Regions from separate parts of the Mus musculus genome. Here regions 2, 3, 4, 5, 6 and 7 are each linked to region 1. The links are chromatin contacts, called in public ChIA-PET and HiChIP or PLAC-seq maps. All regions are on one chromosome and are shown on one strand. Each heading gives the region's core, a stretch centred on a gene start, on an enhancer-like site or on the middle of the called end of the contact. The rest is flanking DNA. Distances are from core to core; before and after follow the strand shown.

Region 1 (3,078 bases), core at 225-2,724:
AATGGAGGTTCTTGCGGAATGCTTACAGACCGCCACTTTGTTTACTGAGAAGCAGGTTAAGACCCAGGCGCCCTCTACTCCAGAATGAGGATGCCTTCGCTGGCGTCCCAGCCTGGTGGTTGTAGGCCGGCGCTTCTAGGAGCTAGGACGAGGGGGAGGGGCGCAGAGCCCTTTAGGCGCGGGAAACGGCGCACCCCGACCACATGCACCGCCACGCGGGTGCGCCCGGCCCCACTTCCTGCCAGAGGGGGCACCCAAGCCCGCCTTGGGGGCAGGAAACCTGGTGCGAGTCGCAGGAAGAAAAAAACCCCTTCCTCTCTCCATGAAAACCAAAGCGGGGGGGGGGGCAGAAACGGGGAGTCGAAGGGACTAGTTCTAACAGAACCCAGCAAAGCAGAGGAACCAGTTTGTGGGGGCGGAGGGCAGGCCTGGCCCTGGAGGTTGAAGAGGCGCGGGGCAGGGCCAAAGGTGTGTGTGGGGGTGGGGGGTGAAACCCCGAAACCCAGGCCCTCGCGATCCGGCCTCGTCCACGCACAGTACTACTCTGGGAAAGGCGGAGGAGAGGCCAGAGAGGAATCTCGGGTCGCCGGGCCCCTCCCCCGCACTTCTAGAACTTCCCTGGCTGAGGGGGGCGCGCGCCCACCTCCCGCCGCTGCGCAGCGCGCGCCCCTCCCTGAGGCCGGGCTCGCCGAGCGCGAGGTGCACGGGCGCCGCTGGGTGCACAAGCGGCGCTCGTCGCAGTCGCGCGCCCCCTCCCCCTCCGCGCGCCGTTCCCCGGGGTCTCCGCACCCCACGGTCGCAACCCGGGCACCCTCAACCTGGGGACCGGAGGACGCGGCGCCCCGCGGACACCCACCCCGGCCCCGCCGCCTGCGAGCACAGTGCGGCCTCCCCTTTCCCGCGGCCCGCGCAAGCCCGGGGCCTGGGAATAAAGCGGGCAGCGCGCGCCGCAGGCCCCCCGGGCGCGCCGCGGACACTCACCGCGAGCTCCGCAGGCCGCCGGCGGGGCGCGCTCGGGGCTGCCGGGTGCGGCGTGGCTGGGCTCAGGGCACCGGCCTGGGCTCTGCCGCCACCGCCGCCGGTCGCAAATGCGGATCTGAAACCGGGAGAGGGCAGAGGCGCTGAGACCGCTGCGTGCGCGCCGCCCGGGCCCCCGCCGGGGATGTGTGTCACATCCGAGCTGGGGCGAGGGAACACTGACGGATCCCGCTCCCCTGGAGGATGGCGAGGGGCAGGAAGCTGGGCACGGCCCGTGCGCGGCCTCAATAAATAATAATGTGATTAGATTCTAGACCTACAGGAAAAAAAGAAGCCACCCGAGCGGCGGCGAACTCACGCCTTCTTGGAGCCGCGCCAACACCAGAAATAGCCCCGACTCGGAGTCCCAATTAGAGGAGCGCAGCCCCGGCTCAGGGGAGCTTAAAAAGAGCGACCCAGGGGCAGGGGGGACGGGCCCGCCCGCGCCAGCCGTGTCACCGGGGGGCGGGGCCATGCAAATGAGCCCGGGGATTTAAAAGGGCGGCCGCCCGCCAGCTGCCGCCGCCGCGCGCGGGTAGCTCGCCACTGTGCGCGCGGTTTCCGCGGGCACGCGCGCCGACGGCCCTCGTTTCTCACAGTTCCCGAGCAGCCTGGCGTTGGAGGAACCGGTGACGGCGGCCCTGCTGTTTAAGTGGGGACCCGGGGACACACCTACAGGAGCCCCCCCGTGGACTCCGGCCTCGCGGGGAGGCGCGCGCTGACGCCTGTGCCCTCGGACGTCCACGCGTACCCTAAGGAGCTTCTCGCGGCCCGGACGCCGCCCCCCCCCCCCAGCCCATGTCGAGGGCCTCTCCTTAATTCCCCTCTGCCACCAAGCAGGTGACGGCGTGTGCGTCTCCGGAGGCCTCCAGGCGCGTAAAAAACAAAGTCTTGTGAAACCCAAACGTGAAACTTGGCCAACGCCAACGGTTTAAATCTAGTAACGGCCGCCACCCAGGTGCAGGCTTCAAAGGAGCCGAGCGATTGGCCGCCTCGCCGGGACATCGCGGGGAGGAGCCACGGGTGGCCAGCTGCTTGGTGTTGAGGAAGCACGAGGTCCCTCTGGTGTGATTCCCCGCCCCCGTGACTTACGACTTAAGACAAGGGGCGCCTGGAAGCCCCTTGAGGGCAGGGGTTCGAGTTTCCCGCCTCTGGGCGCCTGGGTCAACAAAAGACTTGTTGCTGGGCCGGAGGAAGCCTAAGTGGGAAGATGGCGGGCGGTGGGGCGCGCCCTGCAGGCCGGGCGCGGGCCCTTGGACGCACCTCCCCACCTCGGTTCCCCGAGTCGGCCTTTCCACACCTCTCGTGATGCAGGGAATCGTAATTCGGGCCCAGTGACACACGACTGTGACTCATAACTCTGTTCCCCTTCCTCCGCGGTCAGCCCTCTCCTCGGGGGGCGCGCGGGCGGTGGAAGGGTACGCGGGGGCCCAGCGTGCGCCCGGCTGGAGGCGGGGTGGGAGCCTTGGGGAGGCGGGCCTCCCAGTTTCAGGAATGCCTCAGGAATGTTTCCGGTGGGGGGTGGGGAGCGCGGCGGGCCCGGCTACCCCCCACCCCCCACCCCCGGGCCGTAGGATGGCGCCCTGGGCGCAGGGCAGCACGTGCTCGGTGGGGGTGGGGCGCAGCGGTCAGGCGCGGGAGGCCACGGCAGGCCGCGGGTCCCGGACCAAGGTCCAGGTGACCCTCAGTTCCAGGGGTGCCCCTGGAGAAGGAGGAAGTCATGGAGGGGCGTTCCCAACGGGTGGAGGGGAGCCTAGGGCGCCGGGGCAGTCTGGGGGAGGAGCGGCTGCCCCTTTGTGTGCAACCGCCGTGGGGGCGGGGCGGGGTGGAAGCGCGCCGCGCCCTCCATCTTTGTGCCCCGCGAGCCGAGTTGGCTGGAGGGGCTCGAAGTTGCTGCGAGCTCTGGGGACCTTCGTAGCGAGGTGTGGCTGAGCAAGCTGCCAACTCCCACCAACGCCAGCCCACATCCTCCCATGGTACAGGTCATTGCCAGCAGCCTAGGCCACTAGGCCCTTGCTGTGGTGTTGAAGGGGGAGAGTTTGGGAATGGCCCCGCGGGCCC
Region 2 (3,078 bases), core at 332-2,831, 500 kb after region 1:
CAGAAGAGAAATCTGATGGGGAGATGTGTGTGTAGAAATTTCCATCTGACCCGGGAGGTGTGTAGGAGAGCCTGGAGGATGCTTGGAGAAGAGAGGGATGCTGGAACTCCCATCTCAGCCTCCTCAGGCAGAGAGGCCCTGGAGGTTTCTCCTCCCTACAGCACATTGAATTTCAACCACCAAGAGGAGAGAGCAAGGGAGCCAGGAGCCTCCCACCTGCAGGGCTAACTTTGAAAGAATTCCTGACACACTTCCAAAGCCCCCAGAGAGGAGTCACCCTGCCAGCAGCTGGATGGTGCTGACAACGTGAGATACCAGAACATTAGCCACTACCACCCCACCTGCCCGAAAATGGGACAGAAAGACCAGATCCGGGCTTGTGCGCTTCCTCCATCCCTGCAGCAACGAGGTGCTCAGGGTCTATCCAAAAAGATACTGGGATTCTAACCTCTCCCAGCTACCGGCCTGGCACCAGCATGGGATGGAATCAATTCCCTGCTTATCCAGCCCAGACCCCGGGGGGTGACAGCCAGAATTAATTAATGTTTGTAAAGTGCTCTAGAGAACCTGGGACCAGGGACCCAGGGGCGCCAGAGTAGCTACACAGGAAATTGACAAGGAGGGGGTGGCGGTGAGAGGGGGGCCAGCTGGCCAAGACCTGGACTGCCTGGACAGGGAGGGTAAAGAAAACACTCTGAAGAGGAGATGGGGCACAAGGAGAGTGAAAAGATGCTACCTCTCCAAATAAATAAATTAAATGATTAATTAAATAATTAAATAAACCGATTCAAGATGGGGCTATAGAGGTGAGTGCCAGGCTTCAGGCTGAGCCAACCCTAGCACCCCACCCCGAATCCCAAACAAGAACACCCAGGCCCTCTCCAACTCAGGCCCCAGCCACCTGCATAACCCGAGGACCACTTGCAGAGGAAGTCCGAACCCCTCAGCCATGAGTTAAGAAAAAGAGTGTGCCAGAAGTGGCGGGCTTCGTGGGCGCTGACGCCTTCTAGAACTCCCCAGGGCACCCGACTACTACCTGAGCAAACAACGCACTTCCTTTCTCTAAGAGAGGGGTGCCAGCGTCCCTTCGCTTCTGGAGACTGGGCTGTCCAAGCAAGCCTCTATCAAGGGCTCAGGGGACTGAACATTGGCAAACAAGCAGCTGGTACCGTGGTCCCGATGCCCCTCTCTTTGCCCTAGGCTCACTCACCCCAAAGTGCTGATGAAGCCATTGACAGAGCCCTCGGCGTACAGGGACACAATGTCCCCGATGTGAAGAAAGCTGGACATTTCATTCATGGCTTCGGCCCTCCGGGGCTCGAGGCGACGAGGTCGCCCTGAAGCGAGCTGCCAGGCTCGGTGCAGAGGACTGAGGCGCGCTGGGCGGAGAGGGGCGCAGTGCCACCTCGCAGCCCGGCGACCCGGACGATCGGGACGGCAGGAGTAGGCTGACTGCCACCAGAGAGCGAGGAGGCGCGGCGCGACCCGGGTCCGGGTGAGGAGGTGCCTGCGTCTCTGCGCGCTCGCAGCCCTCCAGCCCGGCCGGGCCCGCGCGTACCTGCAGCCTGGAAGGAGCAGGAAGTCTGGGGCCGCCACACACATGCAAATCCCGCCTGGGAGGCGGGGAGGCCACACCCCACCCCGCCCCCGCCGCGGCTCCCACGTGCACCCGCGCCCCAGGCTCGGCCTCTTCTACACCGCGCGCGTGCACGCCTGCACCCCCTAAAGCGCCCAGCTTGCCACCGGACGACCCCCAGGCTCTAGGGCGTTCTCTAGACGGCTTGTCCACCAGCACCGCGCTGCACTTCGGGGCTCTCCACCCTCGGAGATCCCCAGCTCGCCTAGCCTGCGGCCCACGCGTGGCTGAGCACACCGGGAACTTGGCCACGGTCACCCTGCGGCAACCGCGCCCAGCTGAGAACCGTCTTGCGCCTGGATGCGCGCTCAAGCCCTTAGCGTTGCAAATCAGGATTCATTTCTCTCAACATGAAAAGTCTTTTCATTGCACAATAGAAAGTGCTTTGACTTGGAGGGGAAATGAAGCAATGGGGTGGGTTTGGGTTTTTTTTTGTTTTTTGTTTTTTAATTGTCCTTGTTGGGGTTTCTCTCTCTCACTCTCTTTCTCCCCACATTCCTGTGTACAAAGAGATCCAACTTCCGAATCAGTTCAGCCGCTCCCTCTCCAGGAGGAATTGGCTCCAGTTTCTCTTGGCTCCTTCTGTCTTTGCTTTAAAATAAATAAATAATACTGGGAGGGGGAGAGCATTACCTCCTCTAGTTAATAGTGCACCCCAGCGCCCACTGAAACAAGTTCTCGTAGCGGGCCCTTGCTCACAAAGTTCAGCCCTCAAACTCATCGCCAAGTTGACTACTTTCTGTTCTGCGCCACGGAGGCTGGGCGTTTGCTTCCTCCTAGAGCTTTGGTTTGAACTCCTGAGATAAGAATGCGCCACCACCACCCCCTTTGGTCACGTTTGCTCCCTCCCACCCAGCCCCCCTTATTTCCTGAGGGGCGGGGATGGGGGCGTTTGTCCCTGGGAGAAAAGGAGGAGGGGACTGGAGACAGAAGCAGGAAGAGACCCAGGAGGGGTGGAGACAGCCGCCAGCCGTGAGACAGCTGCTGACCTGCACCGAGAGTTCTTGAGTGCAGGGGATTTTTACCAAGACCCTTAGAACTGGTGGTAGTGGTTAGCCAAGCCTTTAATGGGGAAGTAGAGGCAGGAGGACTGGGAGTTAAAGGTCGCATAGTAAGTTCGAGGTTTACCTAGGGCACGTGAGAGTCTGCCTCAAATAAATGTAAGAATGGGCTGGAGAGATGGCTGAGTGGTTAAGAGCATTGCCTACACTTCCAGAGGATCCAAGTTCAATTCCCACCACCCACATGGCAACTCACAACTGTCTGTAACTCCAGTTCCAGGAGGTCTGATGGTCTCACACAGATATACATGCAGGTAAAACATCAATGCACATAAAATAAAAATTAATTAATTAATTTAAAAAATCAAAACAGGGGCTGGTGAGATGGCTCAGTGGGTAAGAGCACCCGACTGCTCTTCCAAAGGTCCGGAGTTCAAATCC
Region 3 (3,078 bases), core at 145-2,644, 480 kb after region 1:
CTCTAGCACCAGCAGCCTGGGCATCCCTTGCCAAGACTGGAAAGAATTCCCTGGACAAGCTGAGGCTTGGGGTGATGCAAGCGGTGGCTGGAGCTGAAAGAACACACGAGGAGCCAAAGCAGACGGGGCTTTACCGGTCCCACTGAAGAACCTAGAAGTCAGCAGGGACCTGGGTGGGAGCTCAAAGGGCACAGTGAACAATGAGCTGTGGGCAACAAGAGTCCTCTGCGGTGACAGGTCTCACCCCAAGACGGGAGGGCAGAACACCCGGGGCTCCCTGAACAGTCTGATAACCACCTGACAACTTCTAAATGTCTGCCTCGACACCCCCCCACACACACACACACATCCCACAGCGGTGCTAAAACCACAAATGGCAGGCCTCAGGCAAGTGAGGTGTTTCAGTCTCAGGTTGGAGCCCTGAGTCTGGTCCTGAGTTCTAATGCCGAGACTTGCACCTGCCCTCTGGGAGCTGCGGAGAACAGACCCTGTCCAAGACCAGAATCCTTCGGGCTCAGCAGGACCAAGTGGAGCCTGGGTCCCTGCCATGCTCGGCTGTACAGGCCAAGCCAGGGACGCCAGGAGGATCTCAGGAGTCCCTGTTCCCAAGCCCTGGGAAGTGACAGAGATGGAGGTGTGGGAAAGAAACCAGGCAAGGGGGTGTTTGTTCTTCTAAGTGGCCTTCTTGTTGTCAAAAGCTGGCCCCAGATTGTCTGCTGGAAGCCAAGGGCGTATCTTCCCCTACCGCACCCACTTCTCTGTCACCTTCCTGTCACTCCATAGGCCGATGACGGTACACACCTCTGTGCACAGTCCTTCCCTGTGCTGGCAGCAGCCAGGGGCCCCAGGGGACCTTCATTTTTTTCTGCTCTCTCCCACATTCCTCTCTCTTTTCTTCTTCCTCCCTCCCTCCCTTCCTTTCCCCACTTGCCCAAAGAGCTAGGAGACTGAAATTGCCAATAAAACCAGAAACACAAAAAGCCAGACTAAAATCCTGTCCCTGCAGAGCCAATGTTCTAGTAAGGGACACAAATGACAAACCAGAACACCAGAGGCTGGGTAGCTCAGCGGGCGACAGAGCTTAACTTACAAGCCTGGCTGGAGTTCAATCCCCAGACCAGAAGAGAAAGATTCCCTGAAAGTCATCCCCAGACCTCCACACGTGCCCTGTGACCTGCAGTGACGCCCATACACGGTAAAAAAATGTCAGCACCGGGATGCATCAGAAGTTCAGAACCATCTCGGCTTCGCAGTTAAATCTGAACTCACCCAGCTAAAAGCCTGAGAGAAATGGGCTTTGAGAGAGAAGGAGAAGTGAGTTACACAGAACACAGAGCATGCTGGGCTCAACTGATGCAGAAAACTAAACAGAAGAGGAACAGAAGTCAGAGAAAGCCACACCAGAGCCAGGGACCTTGAGCCAGGAGGAAGCTGAGCATAGTGAGAGGTGGGGGCAAGCAGGGCAGAGGGGACAGACAGCAAGTGAGGGGGTGAGGGCTGGCTCGTCACTAAGTGGAGGAGGCTGGTGTAGCCGGAGGGAGAGTGGACAATGTAGAACCAGGTATGACTGTAGTCGGGGCAGAGGAAGGCTGGTGGGGGTAGGGGGGAGGGCTCAAGGCTCACTCCCACACAGCTGCTGAGGCACACTTCAACCCAGGACATCGACTTAGACAAAGCCCTGACACAGCAGTGCAGTGATAGACACATGCGTGGGGGAAGAACTGCCTCGGGGCCCTCTGCAGGCCAGGGTCTCCAGGAGCAAGCAGCCAAAGGATGGAGTCCACCCCTGGCCAGAAGAGCAACTGCTCTGCAGACCCGGTGGCGTCACACTGGCGTGTTCCTGCCTGCTCGCACCACGCCCAGGCACCAGCTGTCTGGCGCATGGCAGCCTCAGCCCTTTAGGTAATCCACTGCTTGGCCCAAGAACAACCAGGTGATCCCTGTGTCCAACCCTGCCACTGCCAGGGCTGTGTTGCCTTCTACCATGGAGGATAGGAGGCCCCTTGAGGGACAACACTTGACCAGGCCACAGAATGAAGCCATGCTTGGGCCCTGGGGTTTTACCCAGGAGGAGACACACACACACACACACACACACACACACACACACACACACACACACCGCCAGAGGCAGGTGGATATTCAGAGTTGGCGAACACCTTTAATCCCAGCACTCGGGAGGCAGAGGCAGGCGGATTTCTGAGTTCGAGGCCAGCCTGGTCTACAAAGTGAGCTCCAGGACAGCCAGGGCTAAAAGTCCAGTCCCTTCACCTCACACATGGGGAAACTGAGGCACAGGAAAGAGTTCTCCTTTGAGCCTCTGAGGCCTAAGCAATTGTCTTTCCCAGCTTCTTTATTCCCTTTGAGAGAGAGAGAGAGAGAGAGAGAGAGACAGACAGACAGACAGACAGACAGACAAAGAAAACCCTGTAGACTTGTAAGGGTGAGTGGCAGGGAATTCGGGAAAGATTGGGCCCCTGGCCAGAAGTGGGTGTGCCAGGAAAGGGGGTGTGGTCTTGGATGGAAAAGCAGAAATGTACCACACTGAGTCAATGCAGTTGGGGTCGACACGGATCACAGAGGATGGTCTCAGGCAGACTGGTGTCAACAGACCTGGTACTAGGACCCTGTGGCCCGGGAGGGATGCTCACAGCTGGAGTGGAGGTCTTACCTCGGAACTTCTTGGGGGGGTTGTCCAGGTCCCCAGCTGCAGGTTCCACCACACAACGGTCATCCACCAGCCTAGGAGATAGAGCAGCCGGGTTAGAGGGAGGGAAGAAACTCATGTCCCTTGGAGCAGGGAACAGCAAATGGGATGAAAAACGACAGACAGACAGACAGACAGACAGACAGACAGACAGACAGGACAATAAAGTTCATACTTCCCAGTCTCAGCTAGGACCCAAGCTAGGGTCTGAAATTCCTTCTTCTAGCCATGGCTGGGAACTGAATCCTGCATCCCTGGAGGGTATCCATCCATGTCCCCTTCCCCACCTTCTGCCCATACACCCACCCAGGCAGGCATCGATCAATCAATCCGTCACCTATACTTGCACCTACCCATCCGTGCATCCATCC
Region 4 (3,078 bases), core at 202-2,701, 460 kb before region 1:
AACTGCACAGAGAAAAAAAATAAACACACAGAAAAGAAGAGAGACTCCTACTGTGTCTCAGATACAAATGCTTAGAAGCATACAAACCCTTTTTGCCCACAGTCTGTCAGTGCCATGACTATGAAACTCGAGCCAGGCTGTGTAAGAATGTCCTAGAAAGCGAAAGCTGGCCGTGGTGGTGCACCCCTCTAACTCTGCTGCTGCATCTGAGGCCAGTCTGTGCTGCATAGGGAAACCTTCAGGTACCCCCTCCCCCAATTCAGAGAATATGTTTCCATGACTCTCAGCTCTGGGATAAAGAGCACATTTTTATCAGCTACACATTAACTTTCACTACCTGTCATGCATCACCAAAGCTTTTTTTTTTTTCTTTTTTTTTTAAATGTTGGGGAGCTGGAGCAATGGCTCAGAGGTCAAGAACACTGACTGCACTGCTCGTTCAGAAGACCAGGAGACCTGGGTTCAATCCCCAGTTCCTAAGTGTTGGTTGACAATCTGTAACTCTAATTCAGGGGATCTGATGACCTCTTTAGGACGCCATGGGCATGAGGCATGCATTCAGTACACACATACATGCAGAAAACATCCATACACATACATCTCAAAAACCAAAATAAACCAAAACATGGTGGTGCAGATCTTTAACCCCAGGATTTGGGAGGCAGGGCAGTGGATCTTGGTGAGTTTGATGCCACCTTGGTCTATGTGTTGATTTCTAGGACAACTACATAGTGAGGTGCATGCCTTAGTGCTCATGTTTGTTCATGTAGTAGTGTCATTCTCTCTCTCTCTCCCCCCTCTCTCTCCCTCCCTCCCTCCCTCCCTCCCTCTCTCTCTCATGCATACACACGCACACACACACAGCTGGCAAATACAGCACCACAGAATCTGCCCCGTTGTGTGTGCTGTACCCACTGGGCTCACTGGCCCCTTGCTTGCTGTGAGGACAGCAGGGAAGCCGGGCTGGGGGCAGGAGGAGACGCCTGCAGCTCAAGGAAGCCCAACGGTGCGGGGTCCAGCTCTCTGCTTCCCCGGCATGCTGCCATGATAGCCCAGGAAGGCAGCAGGAGGCTGACTGGTCTGACCACAGACTGAGGAGCCAGGACTTACAAGTTGCAGGTAAATGGCAGATACTGAGAGCCCCTGGATCTGACACAAAGCCCGGAAGGCAGAGCTGCCAGGACAATGCTTCAAACCTAAAACCAATGGAAACTCAGAGGGTAAGGCTTCTACTCCAGTGTGAGCCAGGAAGCAACTTAAATAGACATTCCAAGCTCCGAGCTGTCCCCAGAGGTGGGAGAGCCACATTCTTGTTTAGAGTGGGAGTGCCCAGGATCAAGCACGCCAGTGTACATACCAAGGGACAATGCACACTGCAGATCGTGGCAAGCTGAGGGTTCCGGGTAAAGGGCAGACCTCCTTGTCTGCACCCACCTCTAGGTGGCGAGGGAAGCCAATGCCTCTGTGGAGCTGCACCAATCACCTCTCTTCTTGATGACGTCATGCTGGCTCTAAGGAGCAGTGCGGGGAAGGGGAAGCTCAGGGCTTGGCCTGACAGGGTGCTCTGCCTGCCGCCTCTTCCCCTCTCAGGAAGGGGCTCAGCCGAGGGTCCCTCAGCCACCATTTGAGACTGAGAGCACGGCACTCTCCACGTGGACATTGCTGAGCAAGTGTGGAGCTGAGCACGCATACAGAGCACATCACTGCTTTCCACCATCTCCCACTTCTTTAATATTTATGAAAGCTGATTACAAAACACAAATTTATCACTTAAGCCTTCAGCCAAGTGTTTCCTGGCTTGCGTGTTTTTGCTAAGTAGACAGGCAGCCTTCTGTGGTTTTCTCTTCCATAATCTCCAATCCCATTCAAAAGTAGGCACGTGGGGGAACTAGCTGACCTCACAGACTTCTGTACCTCGAACCACAACCTGACCAGGCAGTTATTTTTGTTCTTACAGTCAGCCTCCACATCTGAGTTTCAAGCAATTGTGAAACACAGTGAAAAGTTAGGGAAAGCAAACACACCACCAAGCACCCGGGAAGCAAGCAGGCGGATCTGAGTTTGAGGCCAGCCTGGTCTACAGAGTCAATTCCAGGACAGCCAAGGCTACACAGTGAGAGCCTGTGTTGAAAAACAGGAAAATAAACTAACAAAACAGCTGACACCCATGGTCTACATGTACCGCCTGTTCTCACTGTCTACACCACAGAGTCAAATGGCTTCATTAGGCACCTAGTACTCCAGAGACACCGTGAAGCATGCAGGAGTGCCTGAAGAGGTTGTCAGCGGCTCCACCATCTTGTGCAAGAGGCTTTAGTATCCTTGGGTCTTGCTTGGCATGGGAGGCTTGGTTTACAGACACTGTGGTGTACAAAGCATTTAGTTCTGGCATCCATCGCTTTTGCTGCTGCATGCATGACTGTGTGCAGGAGACAGGCTGGGGGCTATCTAAGGAGACTGAGGTATGGAGCCCATCACTGAAACTGCTGCTTTGGCAGGACAGAGCCCTGGAGCCTTTCCTGTGGCTGGAGGTGGGAAAAGCTTTTCTGCTCCCCACCCCTACCCCAGCACACAGAACACCCAAGTATTGCCAGCAAAGGGGAGTTTGCTAGAACATCTTCTCTGCTCCAGCACAAAGCATCACATTTGCTTAGGGGTGACACAAATGAGGTCCCTGCTTGAGGAAGATCTCACACTTGACTGAAGAAGACTCGATAATGACACTAATCCTGGGTACAGTGGCGATGTCACAGCCTGGGGCAAGAGGACTATTATGAGTTCAAGGCCAGCATGGGCTACCAAATGACACACACAAAATGAGCCAGCATTTACTTATGCAAACAGTGAATTTTAGGCTTCTCAGTGGAAGGTAGGCTGCAGGGTCAACTCACAATTGGGAACCCATGCTGGAGGATAAATGAGGGCTGGAACCTGGGCAGGACTGCTGCTGGCAAAGGCCCTAGAGGAGTGGTGGCCTTTAACTGAGGGATGCAGAAAGCCCAGCTCTCCCTGGGACTGTCAATGCAGAGCATAGGACAGGTTAACAAAGGTTGAAGGAAGGGAACGGACTTGAAAAAT
Region 5 (3,078 bases), core at 325-2,824, 440 kb after region 1:
ATCCGCGGGAACCAGTCCAGGTTCTTGTTCTGGAACAGAGTGCCGCGGTGAGAGAGGGCCATGCCCTTTACCAGACGGCCAGCAGGGGGCGTAACATGGGAAAATCTGAACTGGCTTGGGTCCTCCCAGGTGGGCTGCCTTCCGTGAGATGGCTCCATCCTCCTGTGGGCCATCTGCTCACTCCCCGCCACAGCCACGGAGCAGGAAGGCCAAGACCCAGACTTGCTCCCTTCCTTTCCGCTGCTGCAGACGAGCATGTCCCGTGCTCAGGGAACAGGAGAGTCACACAGATGGCAGTCTGGGAGGGGGAGCCTCTGAAAGAAGGGAAGCCATGCTTCCCGAGATAGAGAAGCAGGGGAGAAGGGCTCGAGCCAAGCAGTTTGCTGGTTCCCTGTCACAACTGTGAATTCTCAGACCAACAGTTAAACCTCTCTAGACCAAACTCGGCACTGCCACAGTGACTAGAAATTAGGAGGATTATGTTTTAATTCCTCTAAGCCTGGTATTTTTAAGCTGCTCCAGGCTTTCTCTCTGACTGGGACAATGTTGACTTTAGGAAGCTGTTCTCCCATGCTGTGCTTTCTAAAAGAGGTCCTGTGGGGAATCTACATCCCTCAGTGGGGTCTCCCCACTCCACTGCCCAACCCCCCAACTGCTGCTGTGCAGGGGTGAGGGGGGAAGCTGGTTCACCACGCTTCTCTGGGGCTGACAGATTCATTGCATGTTTGCTTTCTCCATATAGCAGGAGTGTGGGTCCACCCACGGGTGGTGGTGGCCAGCAGGGCTTTGCACAGTGAGGGCTGGCCCCAGCTGCTCCTCACTCCTTGGCTGACCCCACAAGCCACTGCAGCTGCCACCCCTCAGGCCAAGGCCAGCAGCTGTTGTGCCTCCTCCCAGGTGTCAATGAGCCCGGGCGCACGGACACCCTCACCTTGATCATCTGAGCCACATAGCTCTCGGGGCCGGTGTAGTCTGTCTTGTTCTTGACTCGGACCAGTACAATGAAGTACAGGTAGTTCCACATGTTATGCTCCAGTTTGATGTGCTCCTCGAAGGACACTGTCTTGTTGTCAAACTTGTCCCTCTCCAGACCTGGGGGCAGAAGGAGGGCCACCACTGAGGACCACCATGGGGACTGCTCCTAACAGCTCTCCTGGGTGATGCGGGTCACTGTTCAAGCTCCAATGCTTAGTGGTGGGGACACCACCGCACGTGGCTGCAGCCCTCCTGCAGAGAAAGCGCTAGGGACTCTGGGAACATCAGGATTACCTGAGCCCAGCAGTGACAGTGACAGCTGGGTCAACAGCATGGCCTGCCAGGTGAGCCCTGCTCTCTGGGCCCTGGCCACTGGTGAGGACATGACTGGATTCAGAAGGAGCAATGGACTAAAACCAGAAGCCTGAGACCACAGTGGCATCAAGTTCCTCTCCTGGAAGGCCGAGGGCTCAAAGCAGTGGCTTCTTGGGCCCCAGTGATCCACCTCAGGCCAGGTCAGCAAGGGTGGGACTGGGTGCCATGGCTCAGATGCCTCCAGCCATGCAGTGGGAAGCCAACAGCCGAGCTAGGAAGTGAGCCTCACCACAGATGAAGCACGTGGTCTTAAGGATTTCCTCTTTCTTCTGCTTCTCGCTGCGCAGATCGGCAAAGGTGTCGATGATCACCCCAAAGATGAGGTTCAACACGATGATGATGACGATAAAGAAGAACAGAAGGTCATACACCACTCTGGCTGGGAAGAGCGACTCCTGCAGAGCACGGGGACACCGTGAGGACAGAATCACCGCAAGCCCCCGAGAGAGACAACAGACAACAGTGACCCCCAGCTGCCAACCAGAAAGATGCCACCAGCTAACATTTAGAAACGGCTGACCAGGAGGAAGCCCTTACAAGTTTGTTGCGTGTGGCAAGTCCTGCTACAAAACAGGGCTTGTTTCTGCCTCTAACTTGGTTAAGGGGGATGGGGGGCAGCTGCGAGCTCCCGGATCAGCAGCCCGGATGCCGCGCCTCTCACATTCCAGAACCTTGGTCTAAGCCAGAGATCAGTGATGGACACAGCTTGGCCGCCCAAGCCAAACTGAGGCTCCACCTTGTCCTCCCTCTCTAGGCTGAGGAAGCCACTGACTGCTGATGGCCCACACCTCCCCAAGCCTCAGAGCCAAGACTGGTTGCCGTGGTGACCCTTGTAGCCTCTACAGTGTGCTGGGGTGGGAAGCTGATAGCTCTGGACAGTGTCACAGAAACTGGCTGGGTGTGGGAGCATCCACGGGACGGGTGGGAAGGTGCTCACATCTTTGGAGGGCTTGCGGAGGATGTCGCCCACGCCACCACCGTTCCTCAGTCCGTGGTTCATGACGGTCACGATACACATAAGTAGAGTGTCACAGGCCCGCTCCGTGCTATCGGGCTCCTCGTCCTCTGCGGGTGGTCAGTATGTTCGGACCCGGGGCTGCCCATTCCACCCCACCCACCCCATCCTATCCTGTAGACGCCGGTCTCACCTTCTAGGATCTCAGGCACTGAGACCTCAGAGACACAGTCCATCTTGTCCCCACTACATGTGCCCATAAATGTGGCAGCTCCGTGTGGCATCCCCAGGGGGCTGGCTAGAGAAGACAGCAACAAGGTCACAAGGATCCCAATGTCTGTCTGACCATAGTGTTTCTCTAGTCTGTCCCAGGAAGCCGCTCCTGGCCCTGCTGGCTCACACAGAGACTGTCACACAGATAGTAGGGTCTCTGACTCTGGACCCAACACCCAGGCAGCCCCTGCAGACACCAAGCTCTGCACGAATGACAGATGCAAATCAAGCCAGAGGCTGTCAAGGCTCTGCCCACCCTTCTGACTGCATCGAGCTCACAGGCATGCATGGGGGTGCAGGTTGACGTAGGCTAGACCTCCCCAAAATCCAACAGGAAGAAGGCAGGAGCTTGGAGGACTAAGCACGCCCTGTCGCCCTATCTGGTGTCGCCACCAGTCACCTGTGCGTGTCCACTGTCACCCCACACACCCACCCCAGAAAGGAAGTCCCCAAGACCTCTGGAGTGGTTCCCGGGCAGCCGGTCCACCTCCAGGATGAAG
Region 6 (3,078 bases), core at 408-2,907, 390 kb after region 1:
GCTCCAGGCTTGGGCTCCTGCCCAGTTCCCATCACTTCTGATCCTCTTGGCTTCCCCGTGCCCTAGCTGGACCTTCAGTCTTCCTCCCCTCGGCTGCCGCCGCCATCTTCCCACTGTTTCTTTCCTCCTTCTGGTGTCAGGAGATCACTTCCCAGGTCCAATCTGAGCTCCCTCCATTTGACTGAGCCTCTCTCTGTTCTGACAGGGTCCTCTGTTGGGAGAGTCTGGTACCCCCGGGCCTCCAACAGTGCTTACCGGGAAGCACTTTTGGATTGACAGAGGGATGGATGGCCTTACTCTGGACCTGAGATCTTCTGAGCATCCACAACTCGTGGCGAGCCACCTGAGGTAGCTGGGAGTGGGTGGGGGTGCCAGGTGAAAGAGAGGACATGGCCTAGCCCAGCCTTGTCCTTCCTTCTGAGCAGGGATAGAAAAGAAAACAGAGAAGGTTGAGGTGGGATCAGTAGGTCTGCAAGTGCTTAGTAGGGCTGTGTATTAGCCAGGATTCTCTAGAGTCCCAGAACTTATGGAATGACTTCTATATTGAGGGAATTTGTTATGATGACCTACAGTCTGTAGTCTAACTCCCCAACAATGGGCAGCTGTGGGTGGGAAGTCCAAGAATCTAGTGGTTGCTCAGTCCCATGAGGCTAGTTGTTTCCGATGGTCTTCTGTAGATGTAGGTTCCGACAGATGTGCTGGCAAGTAAGTGCAGGTGAAAAAGAGAGTCTTCCTTCTTCCCATGTCCTTATTAGACTTCCCGCAGAAGGCGTGGCCCAGATCTGGGATTTGATTTGTCCCAGGCTGACCTTGAACTCAGAGAACTCTTTGCCTTAATCTCCTGGGATTAAAGGAATGTATTACCTTGCCTAGGCCTAAACTTTTCATAGCCACTATGCCTCACGATCTCCATGCTAAGATCCAGGTCAGAAGCCTGTGTCTTCCAGCTTCAAGATCTGGATCATAGGTGAGCCCTCCATTTCTGGATTGTAGTTCATTCTAGATATGGTCAAGTTGACGACCAGGAATAGCCACTACAGACTGCAGACTCTCTCTGTGTGAGACCTTGGGTCCTACCCTAGCATTACATAAAGGACAAGTGATGAGAGGATTTCATCAGGTAAGGGCACACGTCGTCAGGCCTGACCCTGGACTTCAATTCCTGAAACCCACATGGGGAAGAGAACCCATGCCTACAAGTTATACTCTAACCTCCACAGGAATGGCATGGCATGTGTGTGCCCTTACACATGCATGCACACAGATATGTATGTATGTATGTATGTATGTATTTATCTATCTATCTATCTATATGTGTGTATCTATACACACACACACACATATAAAATGATTTTTTAAATAAATAATTGGGGACTCTGTAGCAATTAGTACCTAGACTTCAGAACCAGTCACACTTCAAGATAGCTGAGCTGAATTCTCTTTCCTACCTTCTCCTACTCCCCCAAATTTTCCCCTTCTTCCTAGTCCCTGCCCACCTTCCTCGTCTTTCCTCTCTCCTCTTTCCCCTCCCTCCCAGACCCCTGGCCCCACTCCAGAGCTGTGGATACCAGCTGACAGCTGGGCATTCAGGCCTAGAGGGTCAGGTGGTTTCCCTTACCCAGGCCACTGACAGCCTAGATCTGGACGGGAAACTCCACCCGGGCCCCAGCGGGAGAACTGAGCTGGGCCAGACCTTTTCCTGTGCTTGCAGACAGAGGAGGGCACTGAGAGACAAGAGCCCCTACTGCACACTCCCTGATACCCCCCAGAAAGAGGCTCTGGTGAGTGCAACCTTGATGTAGGATGGGGAAGAACCATCTTACTGAGCCCTGGATGGTTCCAGGGTGAGGGACAGAGGGTGTCAAGGCCATAGGCCAGCTCCCATGGTGGGGTAGCTTCCCTACAGACTGGTTGGGAGTCATAGGGGATATAGGCCTGTTGGAGGTGCCTGTGACTTGGAATTTACCTGTGCGTGCGTGTGTGTGTGTGTGTGTGTGTGTGTGTGCATGCTTGTGCAGGCTGGGGTGTGCAGGGGCTGGGACAGGCAGCAATTTAGAGATATGGGCATATGTCCATGTCCCATTTCTTCCTGTCCCCTTAGCATGACCCCCTCTCCCTCTTTCAGCCTGCACTAATGTGCTCCCCCTGACCCACAAGTGGGCAAGCCAGGTCTACAGCAGTGGCTATGGATTATGGGTGAAGGGCTGGAGGCAGCCACGTTCCTTCAGACTGGGTTAAACCTTCCCAGAGGCAGGCATCCGAGGAGAGTCCTCCCTCCACACTTTGGAGCCAGGGATCAGCATGTCCTGTCCCATCAGCCCCACCCTTCCTCCTGATGAGACCACGGGGTCGGGTGACATCAGTACCTGTGGGTGGTATCTTAGGGCCTGGGTGCAGGGACACCCTGGAGAAGGTTAGGTGGCCGAGGGAAGTCACTGAGAGACATTCATAGGAGACATGAACCAAGGCTAATGACCTCTGCTGCCCTAGACAGAGGCAGAATCTTGGAGACCCCACGCCTGCAGGGTCTTCAGTGGCCCCCGAGACCTGAATCTGAGCCATTTCTATGATCTCAGGATTATACATGGAGGTATGGGAGGGGGACGCAGCCCCACTCCTTTGAAATAAGGTCTCATGTAATCCAGGCTGGCCTTGAATTTGCCATTATAGCCAAGTCTAGCCTTGAATCCTACATGTTCGCGCCTCTGCTTCCAAGCTCCAGGGCTATGTGTGTGCACCGCCATGCCTAGCTTAGCTCTGCGGTTTAATTTTTCCTCTTGAAAGACCTTATGGGAAAATGGAGAGGATGCTGCCAGGCATGCTCGTGTAGCCCATACCGGACTCCATGCATTCTTTCTGTGTCTTGCCACACTTCCTTCAGAAACTACCCATGAGACATCAGGAATCCGAAGTCATTTATGAGAGGCTCAGGTCTCACAGCACACCTCACTCAGTCCTGACAGAACCCCAGGGTCATGATCCTTCTGACATGGGCCACATCTGCCCCTGGATCAGGAGGGATTCATCTGATTAAAGCTGTGTTAGACCAAGAGCCAGTCCTACTTTTAAGATTCCTCT
Region 7 (3,078 bases), core at 310-2,809, 350 kb after region 1:
ACACAGGCAGAGAAAAGGAAAACAACACTTGGTGAGAGAAATCACACCACATGGGAGCAGCTAAGTCAGGGAGAAGGGGAGGCAAACGACAGAAGCCCAGCGGAGCTGAGGCTGTAATTTTCCCAGCTGTGTGGCCGGCACTGAATACTCCTGGGGTTTAACAAGCGACAGAGCGATGAAACTCTGACAGAGGAGCACGGCCCAGGGTCTCAGGGAAGGCAGGGAGGGTGGCAGGTAGAGCTGCAGGGAGATCTCGAGGGCTGGGAAGCTGGAGCTGCAATATTGCCAGGAAAAGGGAGGTGATGGGTGAAGGATGTGGAAGGAACAGCAAGGGGAGAGGGTGAGGCCATGAACTGTGTTTGTTAGATGGTGGGGGGACGGGTAAGGGTAACCACATCACTGCCCCCACCCCCTCAAGGCTCCCAACTCCAACACTGCACAGATTTGTCTAAGGGAGGAGTGCGCTCCAGGCCCTGTCCTGAAGGTCTCTTCTAATCCTTATAGCAGCCCTCTAGGGAGTTATGGGAAGCTGGCTAGAAATGTTAATTGGAAATTACCACACACTAAATGGTTGCAGATTGGAGATCAAACTGCAAGACTCTGCAGATCATCCCCTAAACCGTAAGACACGGGTCTCCCGATCCCATCACCCAAGAGAATTCCAACATTTACGGGAACCTAGGGCATAGGTATTTGCCCCTAAGAGTTCAGAGTATAGGGATCCACCTATGAGGACATTTTGGGTCACCCGTGGCCACAGAGGATCAATCTGTCTCAGAGTTGCACCTTAAAAAAATATATTTATTTTATGTGCGAGTGTTTTACCCACTTGTATGTGCACCAGGTTCATACCATGCCAGCAGAGACCGGAAGAGAAAGATACCAGATCTTCTGGAATTGGAATTGTCCATGACGTGACCAGCCACTGATGTCCAAACCCTAGCTCCTCTGTAAGTGTTGTTACGCCCAGAGTCTTCTATCTCTCCAGTCCCAAGGGTGCACACTCCTGAAGTTTCAGTGTCGACCAAGTGCATGCCTGAAGCTGGCCTGAAGCAGCAGTCAAGATAAGGTCTTGGAGAGCATGCCGGGCGGTTACTCCACCACCCAAATCCGACACACAGCCTCGACGCCCATCCGGAGACTGGCAAGTGGGCCGGATCTCTATTAATGGCGGTGGTTTTCTTACACCATTGAGCTCATCCATTAAGTAAATCAACATTCCATTGAACGTTTACCACGTGCTAACGCTGCGTTAGGATAAACACTGCTAGGTCTGACAGATAAAGATAAGCTAGAGGGCGGGGGGAAGAGATGAAAGCACCTGCACACACAAGTAAAACAAAACAAAACAGTAACCAAACCAACCCTTTGACCTCACCAACATGGCGGCGCCAGGCCGACACAGACGCCTTTCATCATGGCGGACATAGCCTCCATGCGCCGCCCTTCCCAATATGGCGTCCGTGGTCGCCCTTCCCATCATGGCGCGCGGCCCCGCCCGCTCCGCCGCGGCTGCCGGCGGGAGCAGTTCCGGGTGCGGTGCGCGCCGGGGGCGGGCGAGGGGGCGGTGTCCTGGCCATGGCCGGCCTGTCGGACCTGGAGTTGCGGCGAGAGCTGCAGGCCCTGGGCTTCCAGCCAGGCCCCATCACCGACACCACGCGGAACGTCTACCGCAACAAGCTGCGCCGCCTGCGGGGCGAGGCCCGGCTGCGCGACGACGAGCGGCTGCGGGAGGACGCCGGGCCGCGGGAGGACGCCGGGCCGCGGGGCCCCGAGCGGCAGCGGGAGGAGGCCCGGCTACGCGAGGAAGCGCCGCTGCGCGCGCGGCCCGCCGCCAGCGTCCTGCGCTCGGAGCCCTGGCCGCTGTCGCCTTCCCCGCCGGCGCCTAGCGCGGCCTCCGACGCCTCGGGGCCGTACGGCAACTTCGGGGCCTCCGCCTCTCCCTGGGCCGCGAGCCGCGGCCTCTCCTACCCGCCCCACGCCGGGCCCGGGCCGCTGCGACGCCGCGCCTCGGTCCGGGGCAGCTCGGAGGATGACGAGGATACACGAACGCCGGACAGGCACGCCCCGGGCCGGGGCCGCCACTGGTGGGCCCCGCCGTCGGCCTCTGCGCGGCCGCACTCGGCGCTCCTCGGCGCCGACGCTCGCCCCGGCCTGAAGGGCTCGCGCACCGGCTCGGCGGGCGCCGGGCGGACCCGACCCGAGGTGGGCCGGTGGCTGGAGCGCTGCCTGTCTCGGCTCCTGCTCTGGGCCAGCCTGGGGCTGCTGCTCGGCTTCTTGGCCATCCTGTGGGTGAAGATGGGCAAGCCCTCGGCGCCGCAGGAGGCGGAGGACAACAGTACGTCCCGGGCCGGCGCAGGGGAGGGCCCGGGGCACGGGGTTCGCCCACCCAGACCGGCTTGTGAGCCGCGACCGACTGCAGACCCTCACTTTCTGCCTCCACTTTCTGCTCTTTTCTGTTTCCCCGTCTTTCTAGAGTCTCCCTTTCAGCCACAGCCAGGTCCTTCCAAGGGAAAGCCACACGCACACTCTTGACAGTCAGCCCACCCCTGCCCCTCTTGTCTTCCCTGCCTTCGGGGAATGCCTGCCGTGGTCTCAGCTTTGTAGCAGCAAAACTGGCACCACCGGGCCTTCATTTGTCAAAAGGAGTCTGACCCTGCCTGTGGCTCAGGTGTGGGAGAGTTGTTCTAAGCCGAAGCTGGTACCACAGGGGTGCATGTGAGGCACAGCCTCCCCCCCCCCCCCCCGCAGGCTGTGTTGGGAGAGAGCCTGTGAGTCAGGCGACTTCCTAGACGTCTTTGCCCACACTCAGTTACGTGACTCCGCACCCCTTGAGGGGTGCAAGAGAGCGAGCCTCCCGAATAGCTGAGGACTGATGTCTTTTTTTTTTTTTTTTTTTTTTTTTTTGCCTATTACTCAAAAGAAGAAACGCGGCTTTATTTTCTTTATTTTCATGAAAATCTCCCCCTCTGGTATAAGGGGTTATAGTTAGGGTCCGTCTCACATACGTTAGACAAGCATGTTTCCACTGAGCTACACTCTCGCTAGCTGGCTTTTGAAAACGACTTTGAAGCAGGG

Evidence for each region. ChIA-PET counts read pairs in DNA pulled down with a chosen protein or histone mark. HiChIP or PLAC-seq counts read pairs in DNA pulled down with a chosen protein or histone mark.
Region 2: an H3K27ac HiChIP or PLAC-seq map of embryonic stem cells shows a contact between it and region 1, with 3 times the contacts expected there. The contact joins the promoter of Itpr3 here to the promoter of Hmga1 in region 1. A contact is called at or near these places in 6 of 39 promoter capture datasets (the 3T3-L1 cell line, embryonic stem cells, neural stem cells and 2 more), 2 of 484 Hi-C or Micro-C datasets (B cells and embryonic stem cells), 24 of 115 datasets of contacts at active chromatin or transcription factors (the 230-238 cell line, the NIH/3T3 cell line, T-cell acute lymphoblastic leukemia and 16 more) and 2 of 9 other capture datasets (adipose tissue and embryonic stem cells).
Region 3: a contact with region 1 is called in an H3K4me3 HiChIP or PLAC-seq map of bone marrow-derived macrophages, with 6 times the contacts expected there. The contact joins the enhancer-like site here to the promoter of Hmga1 in region 1. A contact is called at or near these places in 6 of 39 promoter capture datasets (the 3T3-L1 cell line, embryonic stem cells, hippocampal neurons and 2 more), 1 of 15 datasets of contacts at CTCF or cohesin (the NIH/3T3 cell line), 10 of 115 datasets of contacts at active chromatin or transcription factors (bone marrow-derived macrophages, embryonic forebrain, embryonic hindbrain and 6 more) and 1 of 9 other capture datasets (adipose tissue).
Region 4: an RNA polymerase II ChIA-PET map of memory CD8 T cells shows a contact between it and region 1, with 10 read pairs. The contact joins the enhancer-like site here to the promoter of Hmga1 in region 1. A contact is called at or near these places in 3 of 39 promoter capture datasets (HPC-7-derived erythroid cells, cranial neural crest and liver), 1 of 484 Hi-C or Micro-C datasets (CD8 T cells), 3 of 115 datasets of contacts at active chromatin or transcription factors (bone marrow-derived macrophages, embryonic stem cells and memory CD8 T cells) and 1 of 9 other capture datasets (adipose tissue).
Region 5: a contact with region 1 is called in an RNA polymerase II ChIA-PET map of memory CD8 T cells, with 6 read pairs. The contact joins the enhancer-like site here to the promoter of Hmga1 in region 1. A contact is called at or near these places in 7 of 39 promoter capture datasets (the HPC-7 cell line, the SN4741 cell line, cranial neural crest and 3 more), 11 of 115 datasets of contacts at active chromatin or transcription factors (bone marrow-derived macrophages, embryonic basal ganglia, embryonic forebrain and 7 more) and 2 of 9 other capture datasets (liver and pancreatic islet).
Region 6: a contact with region 1 is called in an H3K4me3 HiChIP or PLAC-seq map of embryonic limb bud, with 4 times the contacts expected there. The contact joins the promoter of Ip6k3 here to the promoter of Hmga1 in region 1. A contact is called at or near these places in 6 of 39 promoter capture datasets (3T3-L1-derived adipocytes, the HPC-7 cell line, cranial neural crest and 3 more), 1 of 15 datasets of contacts at CTCF or cohesin (the NIH/3T3 cell line) and 15 of 115 datasets of contacts at active chromatin or transcription factors (DN3 thymocytes, the NIH/3T3 cell line, the SCID.adh cell line and 11 more).
Region 7: an RNA polymerase II ChIA-PET map of memory CD8 T cells shows a contact between it and region 1, with 64 read pairs. The contact joins the promoter of Lemd2 here to the promoter of Hmga1 in region 1. A contact is called at or near these places in 12 of 39 promoter capture datasets (the 3T3-L1 cell line, 3T3-L1-derived adipocytes, the HPC-7 cell line and 8 more), 1 of 15 datasets of contacts at CTCF or cohesin (the NIH/3T3 cell line), 4 of 484 Hi-C or Micro-C datasets (B cells, CD4 T cells, muscle stem cells and 1 more), 20 of 115 datasets of contacts at active chromatin or transcription factors (the SCID.adh cell line, bone marrow-derived macrophages, cardiomyocytes and 14 more) and 4 of 9 other capture datasets (adipose tissue, liver, macrophages and 1 more).

The regions. Positions count from the first base shown.
Region 1 is chr17:27,554,970-27,558,047 of GRCm38.p6, reverse strand. Hmga1 (high mobility group AT-hook 1) reads right to left here and starts at 1,474. Exons shown (of 5, transcript NM_001025427.3): 1 at 1,337-1,474.
Region 2 is chr17:27,055,807-27,058,884 of GRCm38.p6, reverse strand. Itpr3 (inositol 1,4,5-triphosphate receptor 3) reads right to left here and starts at 1,581. Exons shown (of 58, transcript NM_080553.3): 1 at 1,211-1,581. The coding sequence starts at 1,299.
Region 3 is chr17:27,072,762-27,075,839 of GRCm38.p6, reverse strand. Itpr3 (inositol 1,4,5-triphosphate receptor 3) reads right to left here. Exons shown (of 58, transcript NM_080553.3): 2 at 2,672-2,742. Among named protein-coding and RNA genes, the nearest start is that of Mir7677, 17 kb to the left of the region's middle. Within about 2 kb of position 1,394, at least 76 of the 459 cell types and tissues checked have an H3K27ac peak or open chromatin away from gene starts, as enhancers often do. A contact at or near this core is called in bone marrow-derived macrophages and memory CD8 T cells, where this site is marked.
Region 4 is chr17:28,011,829-28,014,906 of GRCm38.p6, reverse strand. All of the region lies in intron 12 of Anks1 (ankyrin repeat and SAM domain containing 1), which reads right to left. Among named protein-coding and RNA genes, the nearest start is that of Gm35290, 6.1 kb to the right of the region's middle. Within about 2 kb of position 1,451, at least 181 of the 459 cell types and tissues checked have an H3K27ac peak or open chromatin away from gene starts, as enhancers often do. A contact at or near this core is called in CD8 T cells, adipose tissue, bone marrow-derived macrophages and 2 more, where this site is marked.
Region 5 is chr17:27,117,882-27,120,959 of GRCm38.p6, reverse strand. Itpr3 (inositol 1,4,5-triphosphate receptor 3) reads right to left here. Exons shown (of 58, transcript NM_080553.3): 52 at 3,035-3,078; 53 at 2,499-2,603; 54 at 2,288-2,415; 55 at 1,580-1,745; 56 at 932-1,092; 57 at 1-29. Among named protein-coding and RNA genes, the nearest start is that of Uqcc2, 14 kb to the left of the region's middle. Within about 2 kb of position 1,574, at least 59 of the 459 cell types and tissues checked have an H3K27ac peak or open chromatin away from gene starts, as enhancers often do. A contact at or near this core is called in the HPC-7 cell line, bone marrow-derived macrophages, memory CD8 T cells and 1 more, where this site is marked.
Region 6 is chr17:27,166,343-27,169,420 of GRCm38.p6, reverse strand. It overlaps Ip6k3 (inositol hexaphosphate kinase 3), which reads left to right and starts at 1,657. Exons shown (of 6, transcript NM_173027.2): 1 at 1,657-1,781.
Region 7 is chr17:27,202,919-27,205,996 of GRCm38.p6, reverse strand. It overlaps Lemd2 (LEM domain containing 2), which reads left to right and starts at 1,559. Exons shown (of 9, transcript NM_146075.2): 1 at 1,559-2,338. The coding sequence starts at 1,579. It overlaps Gm34736 (a long non-coding RNA gene), which reads right to left and starts at 1,128. Exons shown (of 4, transcript XR_385492.4): 1 at 830-1,128.